Regions from separate parts of the Mus musculus genome. Here regions 1 and 3 are each linked to region 2. Evidence: chromatin contacts called from public Hi-C data. All regions are on one chromosome and are shown on one strand. Each heading gives the region's core, a stretch centred on a gene start, on an enhancer-like site or on the middle of the called end of the contact. The rest is flanking DNA. Distances are from core to core; before and after follow the strand shown.

What was found. Hi-C and Micro-C count contacts between places; a contact is called where the count stands out from the background.
Region 1: a Hi-C map of bone marrow-derived macrophages shows a contact between it and region 2, with 70 read pairs. The contact joins the promoter of Polg2 here to the enhancer-like site in region 2. A contact is called at or near these places in 5 of 39 promoter capture datasets (the C10 cell line, cranial neural crest, maxillary cranial neural crest and 1 more), 6 of 15 datasets of contacts at CTCF or cohesin (CD8 T cells, the G1E-ER4 cell line, the NIH/3T3 cell line and 2 more), 115 of 484 Hi-C or Micro-C datasets (the 63-12 cell line, the AtT-20 cell line, B cells and 66 more), 48 of 115 datasets of contacts at active chromatin or transcription factors (the 230-238 cell line, CD4 T cells, CD4 single positive thymocytes and 35 more) and 4 of 9 other capture datasets (adipose tissue, embryonic stem cells, liver and 1 more).
Region 3: a contact with region 2 is called in a Hi-C map of bone marrow-derived macrophages, with 27 read pairs. The contact joins two enhancer-like sites. A contact is called at or near these places in 4 of 15 datasets of contacts at CTCF or cohesin (the NIH/3T3 cell line, embryonic stem cells and large pre-B cells), 58 of 484 Hi-C or Micro-C datasets (the AML12 cell line, B cells, CD4 single positive thymocytes and 42 more) and 7 of 115 datasets of contacts at active chromatin or transcription factors (the HPC-7 cell line, embryonic basal ganglia, embryonic stem cells and 1 more).

What each region holds. Positions count from the first base shown.
Region 1 is chr11:106,778,125-106,780,824 of GRCm38.p6, forward strand. Polg2 (polymerase (DNA directed), gamma 2, accessory subunit) reads right to left here and starts at 1,413. Exons shown (of 8, transcript NM_015810.2): 1 at 835-1,413. The coding sequence starts at 1,318. Ddx5 (DEAD box helicase 5) reads right to left here. Exons shown (of 13, transcript NM_007840.3): 13 at 2,232-2,700.
Region 2 is chr11:106,647,302-106,650,001 of GRCm38.p6, forward strand. No RefSeq gene overlaps it. Among named protein-coding and RNA genes, the nearest start is that of Tex2, 36 kb to the left of the region's middle. Within about 2 kb of position 1,295, at least 43 of the 459 cell types and tissues checked have an H3K27ac peak or open chromatin away from gene starts, as enhancers often do. A contact at or near this core is called in CD8 T cells, CD8 central memory T cells, the SCID.adh cell line and 10 more, where this site is marked.
Region 3 is chr11:106,418,254-106,420,953 of GRCm38.p6, forward strand. Ern1 (endoplasmic reticulum (ER) to nucleus signalling 1) reads right to left here. Exons shown (of 22, transcript NM_023913.2): 9 at 1,766-1,844; 10 at 571-736. Among named protein-coding and RNA genes, the nearest start is that of Icam2, 37 kb to the left of the region's middle. Within about 2 kb of position 1,333, at least 93 of the 459 cell types and tissues checked have an H3K27ac peak or open chromatin away from gene starts, as enhancers often do. A contact at or near this core is called in CD8 T cells, Th1 cells and bone marrow-derived macrophages, where this site is marked.

The sequences.
Region 1 (2,700 bases), core at 163-2,662, 130 kb after region 2:
AAGAATACAGGATAAAATATACTACAATCTAATTGCATTTATCACCGGCTTGCTTTATTTTGCTTTAAAAATTTAAGGTTACAGTATATACTAATTTTCACAAGCTTGGATTTGTAAGGTGTTGTTAGCTACTCCATACTGCTAAACGGCAGAGGCAGCATTTCCGAATTTGTTATATTTGACTTTAAAGATGTGTATCTCATCTTCTAGCTGACAAGCTAAAAAATTACCTGGCAAAAAACCCCACAAAAAAAAAAAAAACAAAACAAAGCAACAAACCAAAAACAAACAAACAAACAAAAAACACCAAGAAAAACCTGAGTTGCCAGGCAGTGGTGGCGCACGCCTTTAATCCTAGCACTTGGGAGGCAGAGGCAGGCAGATTTCCGAGTTCGAGGCCAGCCTGGTCTATAGAGTGAGTTCCAGGACAGCCAGGGCTACACAGGGAAACTCTGTCTCAAAAAAAAAAAAAAAAAAAAAAAAAAAAAGAAAAACCTGAGTTGATAATTGTATTTAAAACTGGAACAGAGGAAGTCTTTGAAAATGCCTTGGTATCAATGAAAGCATGTGACTGATTTATATAAGGTCCTACCTCTATAGTTTTAGGTTTGCTCGTCAAACTGAATGCTTTACAAATTTCTTCAGGAATGATGCCTCGGACCTTTGCCTCAAGGTGGATCACTCTGATGTTATTAAAAAAAAAAAAAAAAAAAAAAAAAGGAACCTGGTCACTTCTTTGCCTGGAAGCCTAGGGCCGTTGCTGTCTCCAAACTCGTGCAAGACTGCTTTTCCACCCCAAATCTGTTCAGAAGCACGAAACGCGAAGAGCCATACCGTGAAGAAGAGTCGCCCGTAGTTTCCCAGAAGTTTTTAATAAGTTCTCAAGAAATGCCACTAGCTGTTCCTTACTCGGCTCTCTGTCTTGCAAGATTTCGCGTATACTTTCTGGAGAGACTAACCTGAAGGCACTGTCCCTCGGCTGCGAAGAGCCCGGCTCCTGGTGGAGGGAGTCCACCGCGAAGACCTGCTCCCTGAACACCACCATAGAGGACCACCACTGTGAGGCTAGGTTCTTTCGTAACTCTACACCCAAAGGTCCAAAGCGCGCGTGGCACCCGCTCAGCAGAGCAGCCGTGCTGAGCTGCTGCGGCGTCCCGCTGAAAAAGTGCCTCCTCCGGCAGAGGTCTACCAGCGCCTCGCGGGCCACCGCATGCTCGGGGGCGTCAGGCTGCTGCGTCCCATCTGCGGGACCCGCGTACCCGGACAGCCAGCACCTGCAGGCCCTGCGGCAGGCCCTGGCGCCGCCACCGCAGCGCATCGCTTCAGGAGTCGGAACACCAGCACCTCCCGTGCAGAGCCGCAGTTTCAAACCTACACCAGCACCAGGGCCTGGGGTGCAGGCACAGCGGAAATGGACGTGCTGTAGACCACGCCCCCGGAAGAGCGTCACCCGCTGCTGAGCAGCAGCCGCCTTGGGCGTATCCCGGCCTCCGCGGCTGACGCCAGCGTCTGATTGTTTACTACCTTTGGGATTTTCCGTTTGGTAACTCCACCTGCCTCACATTCACTTGTTTAGCTTTTACCACAATCCTGTTACTATAGAGTTAGCATCAGGTTTTCCGAGCTGCCAAACAAAACGAAAAAAACCCCTTCCAAAATGTTGTCCTGGACGGTACTGATGTGAGGCTTAGCGTTCAGTCTCCAAGGGAATGTGTTGTGCACTTTTAGTTTATACTAATGCTGGCAAACATTATCACCAATGGCCACTCCACTCTCTCCCGGGTGTGGCTGGACAGACAGGGTGACCAGGTCTTAAAAAGGGCTTCGGGAATTTATTAACCACCTCCTTAAAAAGAATTTTTTTTTTTTTTTTTAAAGATTTGTGAGTTGCTGTCTTCAGACACACCAGAAGAGGCCATCACTACAGGTGGTTGTGAGGCACCGTATGGTTGCTGGAAGAGCAGTGCTCTTAACCTCTGTACTTCCCTTCTCGTAGAAATCAGTTAATACCTGACTAGGACAAAGGGGTGTTTTTGATACTGGAGTTTGATTATAAGGTGCAGGACTGTTGTGGTAGCTCACTCCTATGTTAACATATGCATAAGGGACAATCTCTGACTTCAAGGCCAGCTTGGCCTATGTATCAAATTCCAGGATAGCTGGAATGGGGAAGGCGGGGGTGCAAAAACCCAGGTAAGAGGCCTCTACGCGAATAAATAAATGAAGAGAATGGGGAGAAAAATCACATTTATTAGTTAAGACAACCACAGGCTGGACACAACACACATGCTAAAAAGTGGACTGTCTTTTAAAACTTCAAAGGTAATTTTTTCCAAGCCCCACAATCATTTCCATAATTATTTACAAAATAAAAGGTCCACATTAAGACATTGAACAGTAAAATATGTAATAAATGCTCCAATCTACACCTATACTTAAAAATCATGAATCTGACTAGCCATGCCATTGAAAACCACTCAGTACTAGAGGATGAACCAGTTTTCAATGTTATCAGCCCTGGAAAACACGCCCAGCTCCCACCCCCAGCACATTCTATTTTGTTTTAACATTTTATAAATAAGGCATTAACAATAAGCCCATTTTAAAAACAAAAAGTTAAATAACTTCCTTTAAGACTTTTGTCCTGGGCAAAAAACACACCAATTTTTTGGGAAGACATTTAGACCTACTTATAGCCAT
Region 2 (2,700 bases), core at 45-2,544:
TACACCACCACTCTGACTCAGCCTTCTCTTTTCTCTTTATTCTGAGGAAGGAGCGCACTCACTAAATGGTTCAAGTTGTCCTGGAACTCAAGGTCCTCACGTCTAAGCCTCCTGAGTACTAGTAAAGGCCTGTGCCACCAAAGCTGGCCTCCTCCTCCTCCTCCTCCTCCTCCTCCTCCTCCTCCTCCTCCTTCTCTTCCTCCTCTTCTTCCTCCTCCTCCTTCTCCTCTTCCTCTTCTTCCTTCTCCTCCTCCTCCTTTTCCTTCTTCTTCTCCTCCTCTTCTTCCTTCTCTTCCTCCTCCTCTTCCTTCTTCTTCTCCTCCTCTTCTTCCTCTTCCTCTTCTTCCTCTTCCCCCTCCTCTTCTTCCTCATCCTCTTCCTTCTCCTCCTCTTTCTCCTCCTCCCTTTCCTCCTCCTCTTCCTCTCCCCCTCCTCTTCCTCCTCCTCCTCCTTCTTTTTGACTTTGTCTCCCTTAGTATCAAGTATTTGATTTTGGATTCAATTCTTCTGCCTCTTACACATGGGTCCTGGGAACTGAACTCAGACTGCTGGTTCATGAAGCTTGTCAGGGTGTTTGCCAGATTTGCCTTCTTACCCACATTTTTGTTTTTAAGTCTGGGATCCAATTTAGGGTTTTGTGGTGCAGATACGCATGTAGTCTCAATAGTTTCAGTTATCTATCTATCTATCTACCTATCTATCTATTTATATACTGGTAACACAGGCCAACCTCAAACTCATCATCCCCCTGTCCCAGACCCCCTGGTGCTGAAATTCTAAGTGCCAACACTCAACATTCTTGGCTTTCTTCAGTCTCTTTTGACATAGAACACTTCCTTGGTCTGCCCGGTCTTCTCTGTCACGGGCATCAATTATGTCACATTGTTGTGAAGAGATCCCTGACAAATGCCCCTCATGGATGGGGTGGCTTTTGTTCATAGCTTAAGGGTATCAACTTTCACACCAAGGAAGGTACCGTGGCTGGAACATGAGGCAACTGGTCCTGTCTTGCCTGAAGTCAAGCAGGAGGAGATCAACACTGTGGGCTCCATCTTTTAAAAAAAAACGTCCAAGACAATTGTGCTAAAACTGTAATTACTTTTAATATGATAGTCCAATTCTTGAGGATTAAGACCTAGGAAGGTAATAAATGTTATTAACACACTCGGCCACCAGGTGGCGATCTCTGCCGCCCATGAGCCGCAAAAGCTGTTGAAAACCTGTGGGGATCCGAAACCGCTTGAAATATGCTAGAAGGCTCTGTGGATTTGTAAAGACACGCGGCGTCTTTTCCAGCAGGGCTTCTAGTGAGTCACCCAGGTTTGGCTTTGGGAGACACAGGTCACAAGGTGTTTGGTAGATACAGGGTGTGCCCCGAGATTCGTCATTTCTAACCTACCCTTCGGGTGACAGGAGTGTGAAGAAGGCTTTTGGAGAAGACATTTCAAGAAGGCATTTGAAGAAATGGATCTGTGTACAATAAGGCAACCTCACTGTTTATCTGGTTCAGCAATAAAGGTGGTCTCATCTTTGCTGTCCTGCTCGCTCTGTCCCTTTAGTCTCCCTGTTCCTGTACCAAGGGACGTTTGTCATTAGCTGGGTCTTCTGCAAGAACAGTAGTATTGAGCCCTCGGGCAGAGACCAATCCCTCCAGTCCCAGACTTCCCTCCTGTCTTTCCACTCACATTGCAGCCTCGACTGCGCTGTATCTTGCAACAATCCTGCTTCAACCTCCGCAGTGCTGGGGTTATAGGCGTGTTCCACCTCTCCCTGCTTCAAAACTCAGCTTAAGGAGGCTCCCAGTTAATTCTTACCGAATGAGAGATGCTCCGTAGTTCCCTACACACACTTCCCAGATCAAGCCTTTCCCCCATAGCCTGGGCCATCTTCTCCCATATCATATCATCTACTTATTGTATCCCAGATAGAGTTTGCTGTCTACTCAGCAAATTCACCTTTCCTATTTTTGGCACCAGGAAATTGTTCTTCACTGAAGAGCAGAGAGAACAGTTGTCTGTTAAAAAGACATTAAAAAATGTCTTCTTCGCCGGGCAGTGGTGGCACATTCCTTTAATCCCAGCACTTGGGAGGCAGAGGCAGGTGGATTTCTGGGTTTGAGGCCAGCCTGGTCTACAGAGTGAGTTCCAGGACAGCCAGAGCTATACAGAGAAACCCTGCCTTGAAAACCAAAAAAAAAAAAAAAAAAAAAGTCTTCTTCATTCCTTAGTTGTTGTTATTATGTTATTATTTATTTTTTAAAGATTTATTTATTTATTTATTTATTTATTTATTTAATGTATATGAGTACTCTGTAGCTGTACAGATGGTTGTGAGCCACCATGTGGTTGCTGGGATTTGAACTCAGGACCTTCGGAAGAGCAGATAGTACTCTTAACTGCTGAGCCATCTTTCCAGTCCTATTGCTGTTATTTTTACTACTGTATTTTAGAAGTCTCCCTGTGTAGCCCTTGGCTGCCTTCTATGTACTGGGATGACCGGTATATGTCACCAAGGCCAGCTCCTGGTGGCTTTTTGATAAGTAAAAATCATGATGGTTATGTTTTAAAGTGGCCTCTACCACTCTGTTTTTCCTTGTCCCAACTGCAGCCTGCCCCCTCTCCCCCCAACCCTCACCCCGCCCCATGTTCTTTTTTTTTTTTTTTTTTTTTAATCTGGCATTGACTCTAGCAGTTTGGTAAT
Region 3 (2,700 bases), core at 83-2,582, 230 kb before region 2:
GGGGGTCACCTGAGTAACATAGTGACATTCTGTCTCCAACAATATGAAACAAACCAAAAAAATCAGACCGAGAAAAAGAAACTCCCCAAGAGCCTTTCTGTGAGGGCCCAGGAACAGCGCAGACTCTTCATGGTTGTTGATTCTGGTTTCTCCTCAGATTGCTAAGTATTTTGCCTTTATTTCCACAACTGTCACTCATCATAGGTCTTAAACTTGTCCTGCCCAGCCTCTTATCCACACTGATTCCTATTCCAAATGACAAGTCCCAGTATTCTTATAGAGTGGAAATAACAAGGGTACCCACCTCACATGGTCACTGTGAGGAACAGGGAGCAGACATTGCCTGAAATTTACACCAAATGTTTCAATCTTGGAGAGAAACTGGTTTTTTTGAGACCTGATTAAGCAACCTGGAACTCCTTGAAAATAAAAATATTCCCAGGCCTAAACCATCTTGACATGGACAGAGCACACAATGCATTCACAATGAAGAGCAGCAGTAAACCAGCAGGGCTGGCTTTTGCCCACCAGGGGGCAGTATGTTACCACCTAGCAAGAAGCAGCTCTTACCTATGAGAAGCCAGTAATTCCTCAAGTAGTTCAGCTTGCTCTTCCCTTTGAGTCCAGGGTCAAACTTGAGGTCTGTGCTGGGAGTGATCACACACTCTCCTTTGTCTCCAATGGTGACGCCATCTGTCTGGGGGCCTTCCAGCAAAGGAAGAGTGCTGCCTCGAGGCTGTGGAGATGGGATGCGGTGAGCTGCAGGGCTGGCAGGAGAGGTTTCCCAAGGTCCTAAAGGTTTCCCTAAAGGGACAGTTGTGGCTCACGCAGCTCAACAATCATCATCCATCAAAGCATGACACAAAGATCCTGGGACTGGGCAAGGGACACTCTACTGACATCTTTTCAGATTGTTTGCTTAAGACAGAACTCAAGCAGCCCAGGCTGTTCTTGAACTCTAGACTCTCCTGTTTGCATCTCGCAAGTGCTGGGATTACAGGCATCAACTATCATGTCTGGTCCTGCCATGTCAGGTTTGCATGTTTGGGTACCGAGAACCAGGAAGAACATGCATGATAGAACTCCGAGAAGCTACTATCAGAAATTCTATGAAACCATGTAAGAATCTATATGGTCACAGATGACGCAACTGACAGTGTGGAATAAACTGCTGAGTTGTTAGACACTGATGAGTTGATAGAGTCAGGAGTGGCCTCACTGCTGCAGCAGCCAACCAACTCACCAGGCAGCCAGTATACAACCAGCCAGTCCAGGCACAAGCACATCAGGAGTGTAATGTCCCAGTCACTCGGTGAGAGTGCTCAAAGCAGGCTGGAGAAGCCTGAGGAGGCATGGAGCACTCACAAAAGGATTGAGCAGGGGAAAGGAAGTGAGAGACCAGCAACTGAAGCTCAGAAGAAAGAATAGGGAAGTTTGGGTGATCATGGGAAGCATGTGCTTCTCTGGACCATGCAACCCTGAAAACTAGCAGAGTGGTAGGTAGGCAGGGTGGGACTGGCTGGAAGAAAGCCTGACGGTTAGATCTGAACACAAAGCCATAGGGAGTGAGTCTTTCCTGGCTTCAGGGAGCTGCTTCTGTCAGCATCTGCTTTCAGCAGGATGTGGATTTATAGAAGCCGCTCATGATTCACTCAGCTCTGCACTTCCCCTTCCTAACCAGACGTTTACACAAAACTCAATGTCACTTTTTGCTAGAACAAAAGCAGTCAAGAAACTGCATCTTTAGGTCCCACACTCGACTCACCACGACAGCAACCCCCTCATGCACCATTGAGGGAGAGGCATAGAGGCTGGTGGAATACTTCCCAACATACAGAGTAGGCCTGAGGAAAAAAACCAGAAACATACATCTTAAGTCATTTTATGTCCAAACCCCATACACTGTGGCTTTTAGGATATCAGAAGCATAGACACAAGTGTCAACTGCCACACATGAGCCATGAAACTCTCACAAGGAAACCAGCAAGGTGGCAGGGGTACTGTAGAGTGACAGGGCAGTAGGTCTTCAGGCCCCAGATTTGCCTATCACCTACAGAATGGGAAGCCTCTTTCCCTGCCTGCAAATGGCAGGACTGGACTAGACTGGACTAGACCAGTGCAGCCGAGGAAAGGGCTGCACTGATGACTAGCAGGAGACTCAGCACTTAGCACCTGCTGCCAGTTTCTCAGGTGAGCGAGCCAGCACTCTTTCAGAAGCACTACACTCAGCACTACCATGCTGCTGTGGGCTTTATGAGGACTTCAGGGCTCAGCAAAGGAACAGGTGCTCCATTCCAGATGCTGAGAGCAAAAGGAATGTATCTTGTACAGGGCAGTGCACACCTGTAATCCCAGGACACATAGCACACTGGAGGCCAGCCTAGGCTCACGAGACCCTGCCTCAAATAAAGAAAACAAACAAAGCAAAAAGCAAAATGAGAAAAAAAGAAAGAAACTCCAATCCAAACTGAATGATATTTCTTGGTAATGTGCTCCCACCTGAGATATCACAGAGGGCTGTCTAGTACCAGCATGAAAACAGCGGGAGCTATACCTACAGAGCTACAGTAATTACTACTGTCAAGAGCCTTGGATCAGTCATCTATGAAATTATCCAAAGTTCTTTCTACAAATACCTTCTACCTAAATGGTGTTTCACTATAGACAACAGTTTCACAATATGATTATATTTCAGCTTCT